Linked DNA regions of Mus musculus: region 2 is linked to region 1. Evidence: chromatin contacts called from public Hi-C data. All regions are on one chromosome and are shown on one strand. Each heading gives the region's core, a stretch centred on a gene start, on an enhancer-like site or on the middle of the called end of the contact. The rest is flanking DNA. Distances are from core to core; before and after follow the strand shown.

Region 1 (6,169 bases), core at 480-2,979:
AGCTGCCCCTGTCACCCTGCTGCAGCCTTGATGCAGCAAGCCCCACCACCTTCCCACATAGATGTCTTCCCAAGCTTTTACAACTGAGGACAGCGTCCTAATCAACACCTTCCCCATACATCTCCAGCCAGTGCCTGCAGTCAGTCTTCAGGAAAACAGCCCAGCATTCCCACGAAGATGCTGGAAGACCTGAGACCAGCGCAGCTAAAGAATCCAAGACCAACAGGCACAATCCTCTTGTGGACCTAGGAAGAGGAGAGGTGACAGAGCTGACTGTCCCAGCACAGGTCTGGGCTCTTTAGCTCCACTGAGGACATCAAGGTAAGTGGAGCATTTGTGCCTTTTGCACCATAAGTGAAGCCATTCTGAGTCAGGTGACTGAACAGACAGATGACAAAATGAAGGCAGAATCTCCGCAAGTGGAAAGCTAGGACAACCAGCTAACGGCCCAGCAGGAAGCAGCTCTTCTTGAGCGCTTGCTGCACATGGCCATCCGAAGGCAAGCTGCCACTGGGAGAGAAGGGGGCAGCAGTGAGTGCCCTTTGATATTCGGTCCCAGATACAGTGACACTGGGAAGCAGGGGACAGAAACAAAATATGCACAAAGAATTAAAGATGGACAAGTTACTTCTCAGTGTGACAAGTGACCAACATGGCAGCTTCTTGTAGGGAGGCTGCTTGGAGCTGAGCGGGCAGCAGGGACAGGCTTCTGAGACACTGGAGGCAGGGGCAGAACCAGAGGTGTCACTACCTGGAGCTGAGGCAATGGCTCTTTCACAGCCTCACTGTCCATGACTGGATGTCTGTGGCCATGCCATGAGCTGCCATGCTTGGAATTTGACCTTGGGATCTCTGCCCTCATGTTAAGTGGTCAGGGACAAGGAAAAGCCCACTGTGTTTATTTCCCACTCCAGGTGGAACTCTCTTCACAACACAAACAGTGGGGACCTGAGGAGGGTTTCACTTTCCTCAGCCACAGAAAGGTACAGCCTGCCCATGGGGAACACCGACAACCAAAGCCAAACCACATCCTCAAAGGCAGAGAGGGGAGCCAACTGCAAGCCTGGCCGGGCCTCTGCTGTCCCAGCTGACAGCAAGAGACCTCCAAGAGAACCAACCTCTGCTACTTGTTCCTAACTGCTCAAGCTCTGCAGAAATGCCTGGGACTTCTTTTCTTCTCTTTCCAAGGCGGGAGCACGAGGAAGCCGCATGGGTCTTCCAGCACAGGCAGTGCTAGTTTTGGAAAACAAGGAGCGGAACCTCCTGTGTGGTGAGTGAGTTCTGTGTGTCTTCACAGTGAAAGCCACATTGCACTAACAGAAGCCTGTCCTGACTACTCAGAACTCAGAACTAAAACCAATCTTCACAAAAACTCCTTAAAGGCCACACAGTGCAAACAAACCCCCACTGCCAGCACCAGCTTCCCTCCCTGCCAGTGGCACATCCTGCTGGGGACCCATTGCCTGGGGCACTTTAGTAAGCACATGAGTCCTCCGAGTATATACAACAGAGACCTGCTCTCCTCTCTCGGGAGAACAGGAAGTGCTTAAATTTAACCAAGCCTACCTCGTCCGTCAGATTTTCAGGGAGCATTGCAGAAACTAGGGGGGAGTTTCTTCTCCAGTGCAAAACCCAATGTGAGCGCCCAGGAAGGACAAGCGCAGGACAGAGCCCTGCTGTACACATCCCGGACAGCCCAGCTCAGCTCCGCTCCCTCGCTGGAGGCAACCCCACCCCACCCGACAGCAGTGCCCCGTGCTGAGGAGTACAGCCTGTATGCAGGCCACAGTGAGAAGGAGTGCGTGGGAAGGGTGAGCACTTACCTGGCCATCCTGACCCACATGATGGATCTGCAGATTGCCCTGTACAGTGCAAAAAGGGAACAGTGAGAACTTCCCTACACGATTCAGAAATAACCAGGAAACCACTAAGTATAAAAATTCAACCCCTTTTAGCAATAAAACCCACAGAAGCAAAACAAGTAGTATAAGCTGAATCTCTAGCTTTTTCTCTTATATTAAAATCATAAAACGTTAAACCCACGAATGATCAACTCTGACCCATGAATGAGGACACCTTTTTTTTTCTTTTAAACAACTGTAGATTCACAAGGTGTGTGCACAGTAGCCCAGATGGCCCATAGCAGAGCCGTGTCCCCATAGCAAGAATATATTATCAGAGCACTGTCTGCTTGAGTCATAATAGCTAGGGAGCTGCTCCCGCTGCTGGGACCAGAGGACCCTCTGAGTGTGCAGTGCCTCTCCACAGAGCTCATTGCACACCATCGTCAACTGTAAAGGACACCAGAAAAGCGTCCCAGTCATCCCCCACCCCACCCCCGCACCAGGCAGTCTCTCCTAGAGAGCATCCCAGGCTCTGCCAGAATGCCACTGGTTCCACACAGAGTGCAGGACTGTATGGCCCTGGGACCATGACAGGACCCCTGACTCACCTCGCTGTCCTGTGTGATCTGCACCTGCTCCCCTTGAGGCACCTGGGCAATGTGGAGGTGGCCCTGTGGGATCCACAACAAGAGAAGACACCAAGAAGCATCAGAGGAAAACAAACTGAAGGGAACAGCAAGAGCCCTCTGCCACCTCCCTGCCTGGCTGCTTCCGGCACCTCAGAAACTGCTGGGGAGCAAGGAGCTTTGGTTCCACAGCCTGGGCGGCGGTGAGAAGTGTGCACACACTGAGCTCCGGCTACAGCCTCCACAATGGTAAATCATGTAACTGCTCATCACAGGATTTACCAACTGTGCAGCTACGGGTGGCAGATGGGAGGAGTTAGTTGTGCACTGCACTCAAGTGGGCAGATGGTAAACTCACATTTAAACAACTCACGGGGGCCAGGGAGAGGGGAGGGAATAGGGGGAGTTCGAAGGGGAGACCTGGAAATGGGAAGACATTTGAAATGTAAATAAAGAAAATAGCCAATAAGAAAGAAAGGAAGGAAGGAAGGAAGGAAGGAAGGAAGGAAGGAAGGAAGGAAGGAAGCTAGCTCGCTCACGGAAACAACTGACAAATGTGTCTGCACAGAAGCCTGAGGCTCCGACTCCTATCAAAATCCAATCTGGGGCAGGAGAGATTAAGAACACTTGTTCTTGTAGAAGCCCTGAGCTCAATTCCCAGCACCCACGTTGGGCAGCTCACAATACCCCACATAACTCCAGCTCCGGAAGATCTAAAGCCCTCTTCTGGCCTCTGTGAACACATGCATTCACATGCACAAACCCTATACACTACTAAAAATAAAAATAAATCTTTTTATTTTTTAAATCCTTTTTTTTTTAACATAACCTTTAAGTTGCTTTTTTTTAAAGATTTATTTATTTATTATATGTAAGTACACTGTAGCTATCTTCAGACACTCCAGAAGAGGGCGTCAGATCTTGTTACAGATGGTTGTGAGCCACCATGTGGTTGCTGGGATTTGAACTCCGGACCTTCGGAAGAGCAGTCGGGTGCTCTTACCCACTGAGCCATCTCACCAGCCCCTATTTTTTAAATCCTATCTTGGCCCAAACAGATCTTATAGCAAAGAGCCTATTCCAGGGGCGGGGCCGGGCCGCTTCCGCTTCACCGCTCAGCTTCACCGCTCACGGGAACCTGTGCCAAGGCGGCCCATGGCTTGCTCTCAGAGCTGCCCCTAGCCAGATGAATACCTGCTGGGGTCGAGTCAGTCACACAATCAACAAGCCCAAGAGAGCCACCACTCAGAGTCGCTCTGTTGCCTTTAAAACAGCCCCACAGCACGGTGGACTAAAAGCTCCAGCTCCCCAGTGCCGCCCCCAAGTCCCGCTCTTGAGCAGCTTCTGAGGTGCGGCTTCCCGCTGTCTGCTCAGAGGGTGCAAGACTGCTTGGCCTCTGCACTGTCTACGCCTCAGAACACAGCACCCCCCCCCCCCCGCCATGGAGTAACGGGATACGTACTACTTGCACCTGTCCATCCTCCCCAATCTGGTGGATCTGGACCTGCTGGGCGTTGGCCAGGGCGTAGTGTAGGGCCTGTGGCTGTGACTGCTGTAGCTCACTGGTGGGAGGAGGGGTTCCCATCATGGTCTCTGTGGAACACAGGACAAGTGTCAGAATCCCTCAGGTCCCACACACAGAGTGAATGACACCTGTCATCTTGGCACCTTCACGTCTTCCCCACCTCAATTTCTACAGAAGAGGAAAGGCACCTGGCTCCCAGTTTCAGGTGAGCGCATCTCTCCTCTGCAGAGTTGTCAACTGCAAGTCAGGGGAACTGAGATTTGTGACAGAGATTTAAGATTCAGTGACACCGTTGTGACTAAGTGTTTCTCCTGCAAACACCTAGACAAACTGCTGAACTACTGCAGGGCTTGAGGTCTGTCCACAGAAATGACCCACAGGGCTCTGCTAGGACCAACCCTGCTCTAGAGTTGCACTATGTGGCATTTCTCCAAGACAAAATTAACTCAAAGATGCATCTGCAGCACAGTTTATTTCCTAAGTTTAATCAAAGTAAGGGACATTCGGTTTGATATAAGTTATATTAATTTTAACTGTAATACTAACTATAAAGATTTTCCCCCAGTACTGGGGATTGGGCCTAAGGCCGCAGCATGCTAGACACTTCAGCCTCTAACTGTAATGTCATCACAAGCAGAATTTTCTGAAACAAAAAAATTGTTTGTAATTTCTTTTTAAATTTTCAATGTATACTATGCACTTCTGTGGCAGAGAGTTGTAATAATTGATGAGAACAAACATGTTGGGCAAACAGTGTAACGCCCTGAACCCTGAGAAAGTAATTACCATTTTGTATGAAGAAGAAATATACAGTGAGATATCTGAATAGGTGAACACACTTGCCACCAAGCCTGCCAGCCCGAGTCTCATCCCCAGAAACCACAGAAAAAGGAAGAGCGAGCGCTACTCTCGAAAGATGTTCTTGAGCTCCACTCATGTCCATACCACACACATCCTCACTACCAGGAACCGACACACAGCACAGGGGCATGCATGTGAAAAGACACATATGAAGTAAATAAAATGGAATACAAGATGAAACTTGTAAATATTTGTAAAGAAAAAAAAGGAAGTCATTTGTAGTATTGTGCGGTGTCTCCTTGTCTCTGCTAACAATTCTAAGGTAACAAGGTGACCCAGCTGGAATCAATACCAATTCCAAATTAACAGAATGCTGGCTTAATTACATTTTACCATCACCAAATAGTCTTGAATACCAGACTAGCGTTGCTATGACAACAACAATGCAAACAGAACAAGGACAAAGATCCCAGAAGTCCCTTGGCCTAGTCACCACTCCGCTTAATCAGAACTCTGCCACAAATGTGGCATGTTAGGACAGACACAGAATGTCTCCTCCTCAGCTGACAAAGCAGTGCACTTTCACAACACCCAAGGGTGCTGAGGGGCAAGGACATCCCCAAGCCCAGGACCTCTTCTGAAAGCAAGTGCCTACCTGCCTGCCTCACCAGCAGCGTCCTAGAAACGAACTACTAGGCAGCTCTGAGCCAGCCCTAAGCAATACTCACCCAAAGCCACAGGACGAGGACTGCAATGAACAAGCCTCATGTTCCGGAGCCCCTCACCCCTTCAGCAGCAGCATCCTAGCCAATAGTTCTACTCCACGCTAGACCAGAGTGGGTAAGTGCAGTGCTCATGCTAAGTGTCTGCAGCCGGGAGGATGGAGACCAGGTCAGGAAGAAACGGACCTGCCGCTGCAGTGTCTTCTGGGAATGATGCCTAGGTCAGCCCAGTGCACATACTACGTGTTTGTCCATTCCCCAACAGTCACCCTGCGGGGCTGACAGCTGCCAGGGCTTCTCAAACATGCTACCTACCCCTGGGGACTTGCCAGAATTTGGGCACTTAGTAGACTGCACAGTGGCTGGCTGCCTACACAAGAGGCCAACGTTCACAGCATCTTAGCGAAATTGACAATGTTTGTAAACAAAGCAGCAAAAGGAATAAAAAGTACAACTAGCTACTAATAAAATCCTGAAAATTAAAACACAAACTATAAGTATCATCACACTAAGCTACTGCCAGCAACAGAAGGAAACACAAACAACTACAAGAGCGCACACACTGGCAAGTAAACAAGCCTGACAACACTGCAGCGGACAGGCACACATGCTGAGTCTCCACCTGCAACGCAGCTACTGGCTCAAAGACCA
Region 2 (5,696 bases), core at 3,158-5,657, 150 kb before region 1:
GTTACTGACCACGTGCAGAGGTGGGAATGCAGGTCAGACCGCAGGGCTCTGGGCCTGGGCAGCACCTGCCATCTGTCCCCACACAGATCTGAGGTCACACAGACACCTCCACTCACATGTTCAGCCACTCACCTGTGCCTCTCTTGAGCCGGCCCGACTGAGTGGCGGCCTCTTGGCACAGACAACCCGATTTGATGGGTCCCTTACTTCCCTTTCATACCTGTCTGACAGAGCCCTGGCACACGCCCAGGCCAGGTGAAGGGCTGGGAGGAGAAGACAGGACATGTCCTCTCTTGATGGCAGACGTCTCAGATCTGGGGCCAGAGGACAGCCCAGCACTGGCTCCCGCACACAGACAGCAGGCTACCCATGTCTAACTCTCCCACAAGAGGGAGGGGGTAGGCAGGAGAGGAACAGGCAGTGAGCACATGGCCGCAGCAGGTGCAGAGAGCCCTGAGGGCACCTGGGTATTGAGGCTCTAACACAGACATCGATCTGCAAGCAGATATCCTTGTGGAACTACGATGAGCAACCCTGCCACTCCATCCTGAGGGCATCAAGCCATAAAGAACTCTGTGGGGCTTTGTAGGCAAGACCCTGGGGGGAACTTGTCAGAACAGGATGGGACGCACTATCTCCAGGGGCCAATGCATGGACCTCCAAGGAGAGATGCCACTGTGTGGGATGGCTGAAGACCAGTTGTGACTTTGTCCAGTGGGATAAGAACACTTCCTACATGACCCTGGGGTCCCTGTGGCTTGTGAAATGGACCCCTTGATGCACGAGAAGGTACACAGCTTTCTGATCACAGGCCACACCACATGTCCCCAGAGCTCGTATATGGATGGTGGTGCCTGCGCCCTCAGGGTGAGGTGGGAGAGAGAAGGGAAAGGGAATCTTGAAGGTATTGTTTGATTTCTCAGCACCTAAGGTCTGTCTGGGTCACTAAGTCAGGTGAGTTGGCAGGCGCTCCTTCACAGCCAGATGCCATTTGGTGGGGCTCATAGCCACCAGAAGGAACCCTATGAGTTTCGAGGCAGAAGTTCTGGGCTCTGGACCAAGTTGTTTGGTTCTGGTAGCATTGCAGCCGGAATCTGGATTGTTCACACCAAGGTAATGACCAGAGATCTCCCCTCCTAACCCTGTGAGTACCTGGTTAACGTGACGGTGTCCTGGCTTCATACAAACATCTATCTGCTCTTTGGATTTGGGGGAAGACAAACCAAAGTAAAGGAGACGGGCAGAAAAGGTAACTAGGTCTGGGGCATGCTGCTCAGAAATGAAGGGTGCCACAGAAGACGTCAGCTGCCTCGAGGCTCCCCCACCCCACCCCAACTCCTGTCCTTCCCTCAATTTTCACACCCGGTTTCAACGTGATCAGAAAAGATGGTCCTCTCTGTCACTACTTCCTTGCAGGTGACTGAGCCCCAGGGGATGTACTTCATCCCAGAAGGACTGGAAGCACACTGCAGCGAAAGCTCCCTGCAACCCCTAGAGGTGTCCAAGGTTGCCAGAGAGACGGTCAACTACCTGGTTCCCAGATACAGGCACTCCCCAGGCCCCGACACTGCCCTCTGGTGGCACAGCCCTGCCTCACAGTCCAGAGGGAGGAGAGCCACAAGGCCTGCTTGCAGTCGGTGGCCTGAGTGGTGAGGCCGGAGGGGACAATGGTTAAACCAAGTGATCTTGGTTAGCATCACTTGGTCAGGCTGAGGAGGGAGGGGTGCTGCTGCTGCCGCTGCCCGCCCCCCTGCAGGGGATGGTTATTGCAAGGCCTACAAAGAACTGCTATACAGCGGGATCCATCCGGAGACTGCACTGCATGGTCGAAGTCCCTGAGATGAAGCATCACATCTGTGTGTCTCTGTGACCTGAGCAGAGAGCCCGACCCCACCCTGTCCCCTGGAAGAGAGAATTCCAGCTGCCCCTGGTCTCCTGGGGGCAGAGCCAGCCCTCAAGAGGGTTCCAGACTCACCCTCCCTGTTGGGTTCAGAGCCTGGCCTGGGAACTCTGAGCAAGCTCAGCAAACCAAGGGGGAACCCCCTTCCCTCCAAGCAGGAGCACATACCATTCACAATCAGCCAAAGACATCTGAGCCATCTCTGGAAGCAAGCCTTCTTCCATAAGAACTCAGAGTCCAGAGTCTCCACTCCTTCTGCACCCCTACCATCAGGCTCTTTCTGCTCCCCCCTCTTACAGACTCAAGTTTCATCTTGGAGTTCTAGGCCCTTAGCCTCATCCACTCCACCATGCCGGAGAGGCCCAGAAAATCACCTGGCAGGTACCACAGGCCACTGAAATTGTTCTCCAGTTATCTGACCAGGAGAACATCCTAACAGAAGATGCAGGCGCATGGTAAACCCCAGGGCCACCCCCACTAGTCTCATGACCACACACAGTAGCTCCGCCCCCTCCTTTGACAGGCAGCTACCTCTCCATCCTGCCATCTCTCCATCATCTTTGACTGTCATCGCCTCAGAGTGAATGGCAGATGTTACTTGTGCCACCTGCAGCCTCTGGCGTGAGTGACATTGATTGAAGCTCAGCCTGTGCTGTCTTCTAGGTCATTTACCGGAGAACTTTGTCAGGGCCCTGAATAGATGAATTCTACAGCAGTAGCCCCAGGTGACTTCGACACTCCCAAGGGAGAAGGTTCTTGGTACCCTTTCCAGAAAACCTCCCCACACTGAGTTGCTCTAATGAATAAAAAACAACAACTAAACCAAATAGTTTGCATAGCAATGCCCTGAGCCTTTGGGGGACATCTAGGCTGACAAATGTCAGGACTCTGTGACAGTTGGTCAGCTGATGGGTCTCCATTGTCCCTATACCGTTAGGTGATCACCAAGGTGTTTGGGACAGAGCATGTCCTCTCAGAGAGTTGGAAGCTGTCAGGACAGCCGTGCTCCCAGGGCAGCCATGCTCCCAGGACAGCCTCCCTTCTTAGGCCTCCCTTAAAAATGTGCCTAGAAGGTTCTTTTGAAAGGGTGTTTTATAGATGTGGCACATGACACACAGCCCACGGAGAAGCTGCAGACGCTACTGAGGCTAGTGACGGGGAAAGCCCAGGATGGCCAGACCCGTTCTCAGGTTCCTGATGCAGCTCTGTCTCATGGCAGCGACTGGATCCTGCAGGCCACAGTCACAGCTCAAAAAGCTGCTTTGAGTCCCACCTGAACTCTTGGTATCACCACCGTGTGGAGGAGTGTGCAGGTACCTTGCCCAATAGCAATGGTCCCCTCCTCTTACAGATGTTTGCCTCTGGGCACATCAGTCCCAGAGGCCCCAGTGACATTTAAAGAGTGACCCCCTTCCATAATAAACTAGGACACACCATGAAAGCTCTTCTCTACAGCCTACTGGGATCAAAACTGGCTTCTGCACAAAACTAACCAGTAGACAGACATCAGTCAGCCTCACACTGACTGCCCAGGCACCGGCTCCAGCATGGAGCGAGCCAAGCACCAGCGAACACTCAGGATGAATTCAGGTACTAATGCCACCCTGGTAGTGACAGAAGCCACTGTGACGGTGTGGCAAAATCCAAGACAGATCATGAGCAAAACGAGCAGGAGCCGAAGTCAAATCAACACCATGGAGAAAAGAAGGCTGCTCTTACCTGTGGATCCTTGGTCCCTTCTGATTCGTTCCCTCCGGCGAAGAGCAGGCCCGCCTGCAGGGCTCGGGTGCACGGCTCTCAGCGAAGACTCTGTCAATCACACACAAACATTAAAGCCATGTGAGTATTGCTTGTCCCCCAAAACACAACTCAGTGTAGACCCCACCCACGGCATGAAGTATGGGGCTTTGGAGGTCTCTCTTTGGAGGGAGGCCGTGCTCTGGGTTACCGGTGTAAAGGACTCTAGCTCCACCCCACTCCTCCAGGAACACCTCCCACAGCACCCCCCACCCCTGTCACATATCGAGTGTGGGTGAGATGCCCCATGTTCTCAGGATCATGTTCATAGCTTGTGCATCTCCCCTGGATACGTTAAGGATACAGACTCCACGGCAGCTGGTGCACTCTCTGTGTGCTAAGCGTTTTGGTTGCTGCACAGAGTCCCAGAGTGGTCGCCCACTGTCTGTTCTGGGCTTCCTGGGGGTGAGGTGCATAGGGAGGGACCAGGATATCGAGGCCCAGGTGGTCTCACTTCTAAGCATTTCCAAGGGAGGCCCCTTGATTTTCGAGAGTCTGTTTTACTTCCTCTGGTCTCCATTTTCTAGGATTCTGGAGGTCACCCTCCAGCCTGAGCCAGCAGGGATGATCTGAGATCCTTGCCCTCCCTGCCTTCTGGTCCTTTGTTTGGGTTCTCTGCCCTTTGCCTGCAACTTCTTCAGCCTTCTCTCCATGCGACCAGATGTAGAAAGAAGCCAGTCCCTGCCAGGACACTTCCCTCCCCACCAGGGTCCTGGGAGTCATTTGGGGAAGTGAAGAAGTAAAGACTCATGACACATGTCTTTATTTGTATATGGCGTAAGGGTGAACTGATTTGGAGACCAGAGTTCCAGGCTCCAGCCCCACCAGCCGACTGGCATGTCTGTCAGTGCCTCTCCACGGCCCTCTAGAAGGGAGGAAAGAGACTGTGCCTTCTTCAGCCTTGTCGAGATATAGGACACAATCCCTGGACCTTAAAGCTTCCAGTGTTGCCTCCTGTCTTAGTCAGGGTTTCTATTCCTGCACAAACATCATGACCAAGAAGCAAGTTGGGGAGGAAAGGGTTTATTTGGCTTACACTTCCATACTGCTGTTCATCACCAAGGAAGTCAGGACTGAAACTCAAGCAGGTCAGAAAGCAGGAGCCGATGCAGAGGCCATGGAGGGATGTTCTTTACTGGCTTGCCTCCCCTGGCTTGCTCAGCCTGCTCTCTTATAGAACCCAAGACTACCAGCCCAGAGATGGTCCCACCCACAAGGGGCCTTTCCCCCTTGATCACTAATTGAGAAAATGCCTTAGAGTTGGATCTCATGGAGGCATTTCCTCAACTGAAGCTCCTTTCTCTGTGATAACCCCAGCTGTGTCAAGTTGACACAAAACTAGCCAGTACAATTGACCCCTTGTCAACTTGACACACAAACACATCACTAGTAAGCCTCAACCCTTACATTCTTATTCATCCCCAAGATCTAAATAACTTTAAAAGTCCCACAGTCTTTACATATTCTTAAAATTTCAATCTCTTTAAAATATTCATCTCTTTTAAAATCCAAAGTCTTTTTACAATTAAAAGTCTCTTAACCGTGGGCTCCACTAAAACAGTTTCTTCCTTCAAGAGGGAAAATATCAGGGCACAGCCACAATCAAAAGCAAAAGTCAATCTCCAACCGTCCAATGTCTGGGATCCAACTTACAATCTTCTGGGCTCCTCCAAGGGCTTGGGTCACTTCTCCAGCCAGGCCCTTTGTAGCACACGCTTCATCCTCTAGGCTCCAGATGCCTGTACTCCACTGCTGCTGCTGCTCTTGGTGGTCATCTCATGGTACTGGCATCTCCAAAACACTGCATGACCCCTTCAGTCCTGGGCCATCAATTGCAACTGAGGCTGCACTTTCACCAATGGCCTTCCATGGCCTCTCACAGTGCCAAGCCTCAGCTGCTCTGCTCAACTCCTTCATGCCTTCAAAACCAGTACCACCTGGGTGACCCTTACACATTACCAAGTCCAGCCACAGCACAAGGTACAACTTTGGCTATATC

Evidence for each region. A called contact is a pair of places that touch in the nucleus more often than the background predicts.
Region 2: a Hi-C map of bone marrow-derived macrophages shows a contact between it and region 1, with 38 read pairs. The contact joins two enhancer-like sites. A contact is called at or near these places in 4 of 484 Hi-C or Micro-C datasets (LSK cells, bone marrow-derived macrophages, cerebellar granule neurons and 1 more), 2 of 115 datasets of contacts at active chromatin or transcription factors (double positive thymocytes and fibro-adipogenic progenitors) and 2 of 9 other capture datasets (adipose tissue and pancreatic islet).

What each region holds. Positions count from the first base shown.
Region 1 is chr8:122,003,446-122,009,614 of GRCm38.p6, reverse strand. Banp (BTG3 associated nuclear protein) reads right to left here. Exons shown (of 14, transcript NM_016812.4): 9 at 3,933-4,063; 10 at 2,453-2,524; 11 at 1,824-1,862. Among named protein-coding and RNA genes, the nearest start is that of Mir7237, 29 kb to the right of the region's middle. Within about 2 kb of position 1,729, at least 56 of the 459 cell types and tissues checked have an H3K27ac peak or open chromatin away from gene starts, as enhancers often do. A contact at or near this core is called in bone marrow-derived macrophages, where this site is marked.
Region 2 is chr8:122,159,097-122,164,792 of GRCm38.p6, reverse strand. It overlaps a transcript of Zfp469 not described here. Among named protein-coding and RNA genes, the nearest start is that of Gm39268, 12 kb to the right of the region's middle. Within about 2 kb of position 4,407, at least 9 of the 459 cell types and tissues checked have an H3K27ac peak or open chromatin away from gene starts, as enhancers often do. A contact at or near this core is called in bone marrow-derived macrophages, where this site is marked.